Regions from separate parts of the Capra hircus genome. Here region 1 is linked to region 2. Evidence: chromatin contacts called from public Hi-C data. All regions are on one chromosome and are shown on one strand. The core of a region is the stretch at or near the end of the contact, and the rest is flanking DNA. Distances in the headings are between cores, read along the strand shown. Region 1 overlaps EDC3 (enhancer of mRNA-decapping protein 3). Region 2 has its middle 13 kb from the start of CSK.

Region 1 (4,497 bases), core at 1,107-3,606, 130 kb after region 2:
CAGTGAGGTTTCCCCTCCTTGCTTCTCCACGCCTCTCCCTGTAGAGTTGTGTTCATCCACCTTGCCCCTTGACTCAGGCCTGCTTTCCCACCCGGATCTCTGGCCTGGCCTGTGCTGGGGAAGAGCCAATGGAGACGCAAAGGAGGACATAGTGCAAGTTGCCCTCTGCAGTATAGCATGCTCTTGGGTCTGCTGACTGTTGAACCTCCTCCCAGAGCAGCCATAGGGGCAACCCTTGGAATAAGCTCTTCCTGGAAGTATTTGAGGCCATTAAGTGGCTTCCCAGAAATAGCAGTTTGAGGGCAGCACCTGAATGTCCTTCTTAAGTCCATTCCTCTTTGGTCAGCTTCTTGTGGTTGACTGTCCTTGTACCTGTCTGTTCTCTCAGTGTCTGAGCTTTCAGAAGGGCTAACAGTACTGTTCTTTGTAACAGTTGCTGGCTTTCCTTTGAAGAAGATATCTCCATAATCACTTTCATGTTTGTTAATTGTTGCTCAGTGATGTCCGACTCTTTGCGACCCCATGGACTGCAGCACACCAGGCTTCCCTGTCCTTCACCAACTCCTGGAGCTTGCTCAAACTCACGTTCATTGAGTTGGTGATACCATCCAACCATCTCGTCCTCTGTTGTCCCCTTCTCCTCCTGCCTTCAATCTTTCCCAGCATCTGTCCATTCTAACGAGTTGGCTCTTCGCATCAGGTGGCCAAACTGTTGATTGGAACTTCAGCTTCAGCATCAGTCCTTCCAATGAATATTCAGGATTGATTTCCTTTAGGATTGACTGGTTTGATCTCCTTGCAGTCCAAGGGACTCTCAAAAGTCTTCTCCAACACCACAGTTCAAAAATATGAGTTCTCTGGCGCCTTCTTTATGGTCCAGCTCTCATATCCATACATGACTACTGGAAAAACCATAGCTGACTAGACAGACCTTTGTTGGCAAAGTAATGTCTCTGCTTTTTAATACACTGACTAGGTTTGTCATAGCTTTTGTTCCAAGGAGCAAGTGTCTTTTAATTCCGTGGCTGCAGTCACCATCTGCAGTGATTTTGGAACCCAAGAGAATAAAGTCTCTCACTGTTTCCATTATTTCCCCAACTGTTTGCCATGAAGTGATGGGACCAGATGCCATGATCTTAGTTTTCTGAATATTGAGTTTTAAGTCAGCTTTTTCAGTCTCCTCTTTCACTTTCATCAAGAGGCTCTTTAGTTCCTCTTTGTTTTCTTTGCCATAAGGGTGGTATTGTCTGCATATGTGAGGTTATTGATATTTCTCCCAGCAGTCTTGATTCCAGCTTGTACTTCACCAACCCAGCATTTCGCATGATGTACCCTGCATATAAGTTAAATAAGCAGGGTGACAGTGTATAGCCTTGACGTACTCCTTTCCTAATTTGGAACCAGTCTGTTGTTCCATGTCTGGTTCTAACTTGCTATACACATCTGTGTCTTTTTTGCTGTCTCGCATACAGGGTCATCATCACCATCTTTCTAAATTCCATATATATGTGTTAGTATACTGTATTGGTGTTTTTCTTTCCGGCTTACTTCACCCTGTATAATCGGCTCCAGTTTCATCCATCTCATCAGAACTGCTTCAAATGTATTCTTTTTAACGGCTGAGTAATACTCCATTGTGTATATGTACCACAGCTTTCTTATCCATTCATCTGCTGATGGACATCTAGGTTGTTTCCATGTCCTGGCTATTATAAACAGTGCTGCGATGAACATTGGGGTACATGTGTCTCTTTCAATTCTGGTTTCCTCGGTGTGTATGCCCAGCAGTGGGATTGCTGGGTCATAAGGTAGTTCTATTTGCAATTTTTTAAGGAATCTCCACACTGTTCTCCAAAGTGGCTGTACTAGTTTGCATTCCCACCAACAGTGTAGGAGGGTTCCCTTTTCTCCACACCCTCTCCAGCATTTATTGCTTGCACATTTTTGGATCGCAGCCATTCTGACTGGTGTGAAGTGGTACCTCATTGTGGTTTTGATTTGCATTTCTCTAATAATGAGTGATGTTGAGCATCTTTTCATGTGTTTGTTAGCCATCCGTATGTCTTCTTTGGAGAAATGTCTATTTAGTTCTTTGGCCCATATTTTGATTGGGTCATTTATTTTTCTGAAATTGAGAGCGCAGCACTTTAACAGCATCATCTGTTAAGTGATGTTAAGTACCATGGTATGTTAAGTATCATGCGTTTTTTCACTGTGCCTTCACAATGGCATTTAATTTGCTCCCCACTGCTTCACCTCGAAGGTGAGTAGTAGACCGGGGTTTAAAATGAGCGAGCTAGGGCTCAGGAGAGCAGAAGGACTTGGCCCACGTGACGCTGGCGGCTCGCGGTGAAGCTCGGTCTCCAGCGCCTGGACTCTGACCCCTGCCTGTGGGTCTGTGGGTGTCTGGTCTGCTTTGAGTTCTCAGATGGGGCATGCCTCTGTGAGAGGAAGAGTTCATTTAGGGAATAAACCCGGGCAAGTCAGATGAACTCTGCAGTTATCTGTGAGCAGGAAGAAGTACTCACCGTATATTTCCTTACGATGCAAACATGGTGGAGCGAAATGAATAACTTGGTGTATATGAAAGTACATCACCGAATTCCCCTGAATTTATTTGGAGAGTGAGGGTTTCCTCTTTGGCTTGACATCTGTCTTCCTCTCTTTGGGGAAAACCCATAAGTGACTGTCCCTGCTCCACCCCAAGCAGGGACCTAAGCCTCTTTCTGGCTGTTCATCTCCCCTGCCTTCCTGCCCAGGGGCAGACAGCACTGTCTGGGAGTTGGGCATAGCTCTAGGGCTAATTTTAACTCCCTTATTTATGGCTTCTCTGGACCAGAGGGGTCTCGGCCTTTCTTTTGGGGTGTGGGGGGGTGTCTCCACTTTGAATGGCATAAGAAAGTGACTTCATCAGAAGTGAGTGTCCAAGGCAGCTCCCAGCCGGGGAGCCATTAGCCTTCTACGTTCTCTGTGACCAGAACTATAATGATACCAGCATCAATTGAGCCCTTTCTGTGTCAGTTCCTATTCAGAGTGCTTTACATCCACTCATCCACCCAGCAGTCTATGAAATGTAGTAGCTCCAGCGTTGCCCTTATTAGCTTACTGGCAGCTCAGAGACGAGAACTTGGACTTGCAACTAATTGAGTATGATTTACAGCTACCCTCTTTGGTACTTGCTGTGAGTCTCTTAGGAACTGAGCCAGAGTAACCCTAGAAGGAGTGGGTCAGAGATTCGTAAGTGAGGGGCTCTCTGGGCAGGTGAAGTAGTTTGAGCAGAACCAAGAAAGAGCCTTCAGGTGCCAGAGAGAGTGATGAGACCAGTCTTGCTGCAGCAGAGCAGGCACACTGGGGAAGAAGAGTCAAGAAGGCTGCAGAGGTGGGAAAACCTCTTTGCCGAGAAGTGTTTGATGTAATAGGTCCTACAGTGTATAGAACAGAAAGTGTTCTTGGTTAGCAAGCAGTGTTCTGGCAGTGGTGTTTCACCGAACAAGGTCAAGTGAACTACCTAGTGTGTGTTAAGCCGCCTCAGTCATGTCTGACTCTTTGCGACTCTGGACTGTAGCCCGCCAGGCTCCTCTGTCCATGGGATTCTCCAGGCAAGAATACTGGAGTGGGTTGCCATACCCTCCTCCAGGGGATCTTCCCGACCCAGGGATCGAACCCAGGTCTCATGTCTCCTGAATTGGCAGGTGGGTTCTTTACCACTAGCGCCACCTAAGAGGACCCAAAGATGAAGTCTGGGACAGTGGGAAGGCCACCCTGTGAGCTTGGCCTATAGTGGACTTTGTCCATCCCCTCTAGAACCTTGGCCCTGAGAGCAGCAGGTGCCAGGGGGTGTCCAGTATACCAGTATAGGGGGCAAAGTTTTGGCAAGTCTCGGCTGATGATGCTTCTTTACCTTCTGTTCCAGGCTGAATCCCAAAAACGTTCACCAGAGGCCTACAGTGGCCCTGCTATGTGGGCCTCACGTGAAGGGGGCTCAGGGTATCAGTTGTGGAAGGCACCTAGCCAACCACGATGTCCAGGTCATCCTCTTTCTGCCCAACTTCGTGAAGATGCTGGAATCCATTACCAATGAGCTGTCTCTCTTCAGCAAGACCCAGGGCCAACAAGTGTCTAGTCTCAAAGGTGAGCTCTCGCACAGGGTTGGGGAGCCCTCAGTGCTTTCATGGTCTGGTGGCACCGCCCAGTGGCGACAGGCGGAATAGCACCACAGGTGTAAAGAGCACTTTGCTCATGAGTAGTCTTAGAGTCTTAAGGAAATAAATACCTTTGGTGTCGACTTGCCTACTTCCCATCCCTTCACCTTCCTCCTCCTCCCACCACTCAGATGGAGAGGTGGGGATCCATTTATTCGTTTCACGGATAAGTACAGAATGGGCGCTGTTCCTAACACGGGATATGGCGATAGATTTTTTTTTTCCTTAATCCATGCTTTTGTGGAGCTTACATTCTGGTTAGGACAGATGACAAGTGACATTTCTCTCAGGTCAG
Region 2 (4,307 bases), core at 811-3,310:
GCATCAGCAATGACCAGGTCAGTCCAGGCACTTGGGGCCTACGTGGTCGTGGCCTTGGAATCACAGAACACTCTAGGTGGGGAGCTCTGGAGAATTCTGGCAGCAAGAAGTGGCTGTCCCCCAGAAGCATCAGATCTGGCTGTCCCCTACCAGCACCCTACGTGAAAAAGCCAGACAACAGCCACTGGCCCAAACTTTCTCAGCAGGCCTGGCTTGGGTCCAGGTGTCATGCGCTGGGAGTGGGGTCTTCTGCAGGAGCCACCAGCAAGGCCGAGGTCAAGTCCGGACTCTGCAAATCACTAGCCATATTGTCCTGGGTGGGTGACCTCTGGCTCTACTCCCCACCGCCATCTGCCCGGTGAACACATGTGCTCTGACCTCACAGTGTCATAAGCACTAAGTGGGTCAGAGCCCCAGGAGGGACCTGGCAGAGAGCGAGTGCTCAGGGGGCTCCGGCTGATTTTCAAGCAGAATTAGGGGGGCAGTTAGACTCCAGATCCAGATGTCTCCAAGGTTCTGGGGCTAAATTCCTTAGACCACCAGACCCCTGAGAAGAGATAGTGGGTGTGCAGGTCCTTGTAGCACTGGGCATGCCCATCTCTGTGCACCTAAGGCCCTTGTTTGCTCACCTGTGGCTCCAGGGGGGTGAGCAGTGTGAGTCCTGAGAGGTCAGGGATGGGTCTACACCGTCAGTGTTCCTGGGGCTCCAGATCAGAAAAGATGAGTCAGCGTTGGAGAAGTGAGTTCCCTGTCTCTGGAAGTAAGAGAACAGAAGTGAACTCCCATCAGGAAGCTGGACAAGCAATTTCTACTTTAGGTGTGTCTCTGAAGACCAGGCCAGGGAGTGATGGGGAAGTGGTGGGGAGGAGAGTCCTCTGGCCATTCTTGGTGGATCCTCCACAGTTTCTGGGAAGGAAGGACTTGAGGGCTGTCTTGAAGCTGTGTTTGTGAAATAAACTCACCTTTCCCTAGTTAGTGTTGATTGGTTGGTTGTGTCTGGCTCTTTGTGACTCTGGACTGTAGCCTGCCAGGCTCCTCTGTCCATGGGATTCTCCAGGCAAGAATCCTGGAGTGGGTAGCCATACCCTTCTCCAGGGGATCTTCTCAACCCAGGGATTGGATCTGGTCTCCTGCATTGCAGGCAGATTCCTTCCCTTCTGAACTACCAGGGAGATTCTATTTGGTGTGGAGTTCCCAGGACTGCGGATGAGGGTCAGTGGCTTCGGGAAGCATGTGTTTCTCAGAGTGGCCACGAGGGGTCAGGCCAGAATGCGTTATTGCTGCTCCAGCTCCAAGCAGGAGGAGCCAGAACCCGATCTAACATCTGGGGGGCAGGAAGAGGGGTGCAGAACTGGACAGCTGTGAGGTGGGTGGGGAACTTTCCTCCCAATGGATCACAAGCCTAACTTTCTTTGGTGGGGAGGGGGAGATGGGGAAACGTAAGAACCTTTCCTTTGAACAGCTACTGGGGTGGGGGGGAGAAATGCAGAATTTGATGAAAACAGTTGTAGTAAGTGTCTAGGAAGCTTTTCAGCTTGGCATTAGAGACATATTTCTCCCATGAGGCAAACAGAATGTAAGCATATGGGTGCTGGGAGGAGCACAGGAGGAGGGGAACACAGGGGGGCAGTGCTGACCCCAGATGGTCGGGGCAGCTTCATGCACCGGGGTGAGCTGTGGGTCCTTCACATCATCCCCTGGGAGGGCAGATCATGGTGCAGGCTTTCCAGTATCCTAGGCTTACACATCTCTCCTTGCAGGGAAACGCCTTTTTTTTTTTTTTTTGCGGGGGGGGGGGGGTGGGGGTGGGTGGGGGTGGGGAGGGGGATGGAGGCTAAAAGGGGACGCTGGTGTGGGAGGGAGCAGGCCTGTGTGTGATGAGTGTGCGAATTTCAGAGCTCCTGGCATCTTCCCAGGTCAGCTGCTCCCCTGGGCTCTGCAGGGGCTTAGCACGGGCTTAGCACAGGCACAGCTGCGGGGAAGCACAAGGACTTCCACCTGCCCTCAGGGTGGGGCCTAGGGCCCTCTCTGGGTGAGGGGAGGGGGAGAGGGTCACACTTGTGACACATCGTTGGTACATCCCTGGGGGCGCAGGGCAGACAAGGCCAGGACTCCCTTGGGCTGCAGGTCCAGGAGAGGGACTGGAGAGCTCAGACACATCCCAGGATGGCAAAGAGGAGATCCTGCCCGTTCCCACCTCCTGCCTGCTGGACTGTTTTGGAGCCTGGCAGGAGTGGGACAGTATCTTGCAGTCCTGAGGGAGGTGGCTCCTGATGGGGGCAGAGATTGCACCTGGGAAGGTGACAGCTAGGTTTCTAGACTCACACACATCAGCTTGCTAGGTGCCTATCTAGACCTCAGTTTTCCCTTCTGTGCCATAAGGCTCACTTATTCATTTATTCGTTGCACATTTATCTAGTGTTGAGCTAAGGGCACGGGCTTTGCCATCCCACACCCCTGGGTTTGAGTCTCTGTCACTTACTTGCTGGACAATTTATGTGATGATCCGTGCCTCAGTTTCTTTATCTGTGTGTGCCTGCTCAGTCGCTTCCGTCGTGTCTCTTGTGACCCCATGGACTGTAGCCTGCCAGGCTTCTCTGTCCGTGGGATTCTTCAGGCAAGAAGACTGGAGTGGGTTGCCATTCCCTTCTCCAGGGGATCTTCCCAACCCAGGAATCAAACCAGAGTCTCCTGCATTGCAGGCAGATTCTTTACTGCTGAGCCACCAGGCAAGCCCTTCCTTATCTGTAAAAAGGGGTAAATAATATAGCGTGCCCCATAAGATTGTTGATTAAATTATTACACAGTGAGGAAAATAGGAACTGGATGTTGTCCTTCAGCAGCTCTCAGTATAAACACACCAAGAATACTCACACGTGAGCTTACAAATACACAACGACACACATACACGTGTGCCCTGAAGTTTGTGCACAAAAGAAACAGCATTCTATTTATTTTAAGAAAATATTTACTTGGCTGTGTTGAGTCTTAGCTGCAGCACGTGGGATCTTTGTCTCGTCAGGAGGATCTTTCATTGTGGCACCCAGCACTTAGTTGTGGAGGCCCAGGCTCAGCTGCCTGGTGGCGTATAGGGTCTTAGTTCCTCAACCAGGGATCAAACCCGTGTCCCCTACATTGGAAGGTGGTTTCTTAACCACTGGATCACCCAGGTGGAGAAGGAGCATTTTACAAGAGGCACATTCCAAAATTTCAGGTAGAGGCAGGTGTCCAGCTTCAGGCCTGAGGTCCACAGCAGGCTACCCATTCAGCTGTCTGGGATGTGCTTGGAGCTCATGCCATGTGTGTGTACATGCTTGCACATGTGTGAAGTCTCTGATTTTCCCCTCCCTCAGTCCCTGAGATGGTGGAAAGACACAGGGGAGTGGCCAACTTCTTTCCCTCTTTCCCTCCGCTCTTGGTCTCTGTGATCCTGTGAAAAGTCCCCAAGTGAACTGAGAATAGCAGAGTCCATGGACTCAAAAGATCAAGGTGCCTGTCCCATCACGCCAGCTTTCCTGGGGAAGCCGTCTTCCCTCTCTGAGCATCTGTCTCTCCATCTCTTAAAATGGAATTATTTCCCTTGTGAGGCTGTGCCTTCCCTGAGATGGGTGGTGATTTGCCCACGGGCACATGGTCAGCCCCTCCCTGCCTCAGGACCTTTGCACATATTGGTCCCTCTGCCCAGAACTCTTTTTTTTTTTCCCTCTTCCCTTCTTATTTAATTCTGTCTCCTGGGAGAAACCTGCCTTGACCGACCCACCGAAAGTCATCATCCTTATTTGTCTCTTTATAGTACGTTTGCTCCTTCTTCATAATGCTCATTGCAACTTGTAATTGGTTATTTACTTGCGTCTCCTTTTTTTAGTGTCTGTTTCTTCACTAGACCATAAGCTTTATAAGAACAGAAATAACCACACTAATCTTGTTCACAGCCATGTCTCCACTAGCCAGCACAGCCCCTACTGCATATTCAATCAATATGATATAAATTCCTTTTTTGGAATAGGAAATCTGTACACATGATACAAAATTCTGAAGTTACAAAAGGATAAAATCTCTCTCAAACACATGGCCTATGGATATCTGTTACTTTGTTTAGAGAAGAGGCTTGCTTTTTCTTGAACATCTTGCAGGATCTTCTCCCCATGTCTTAGTATACTGTTTTAAAACAAATGGTAGCGAGAGTAGATATTTTGTTCTGGAGAATCTTCCATACCATGCATATTACTTTTGTATGGATCTATCATAATTTATTTGGGCTTCCCAAGTGGCACTGGTGGTAAAGAACCTGCCTGTCAATTCAGGAG

Evidence for each region. Hi-C and Micro-C count contacts between places; a contact is called where the count stands out from the background.
Region 1: a Hi-C map of blood shows a contact between it and region 2, with 3 times the contacts expected there. The contact joins two enhancer-like sites. A contact is called at or near these places in 4 of 5 Hi-C or Micro-C datasets (blood and liver).

The regions. Positions count from the first base shown.
Region 1 is chr21:33,485,970-33,490,466 of ARS1.2, forward strand. EDC3 (enhancer of mRNA-decapping protein 3) reads left to right here. Exons shown (of 7, transcript XM_018066133.1): 6 at 3,914-4,131. Among named protein-coding and RNA genes, the nearest start is that of CLK3, 22 kb to the right of the region's middle. Within about 2 kb of position 2,357, at least 1 of the 5 cell types and tissues checked has an H3K27ac peak or open chromatin away from gene starts, as enhancers often do.
Region 2 is chr21:33,353,116-33,357,422 of ARS1.2, forward strand. No RefSeq gene overlaps it. Among named protein-coding and RNA genes, the nearest start is that of CSK, 13 kb to the left of the region's middle. Within about 2 kb of position 2,061, at least 1 of the 5 cell types and tissues checked has an H3K27ac peak or open chromatin away from gene starts, as enhancers often do.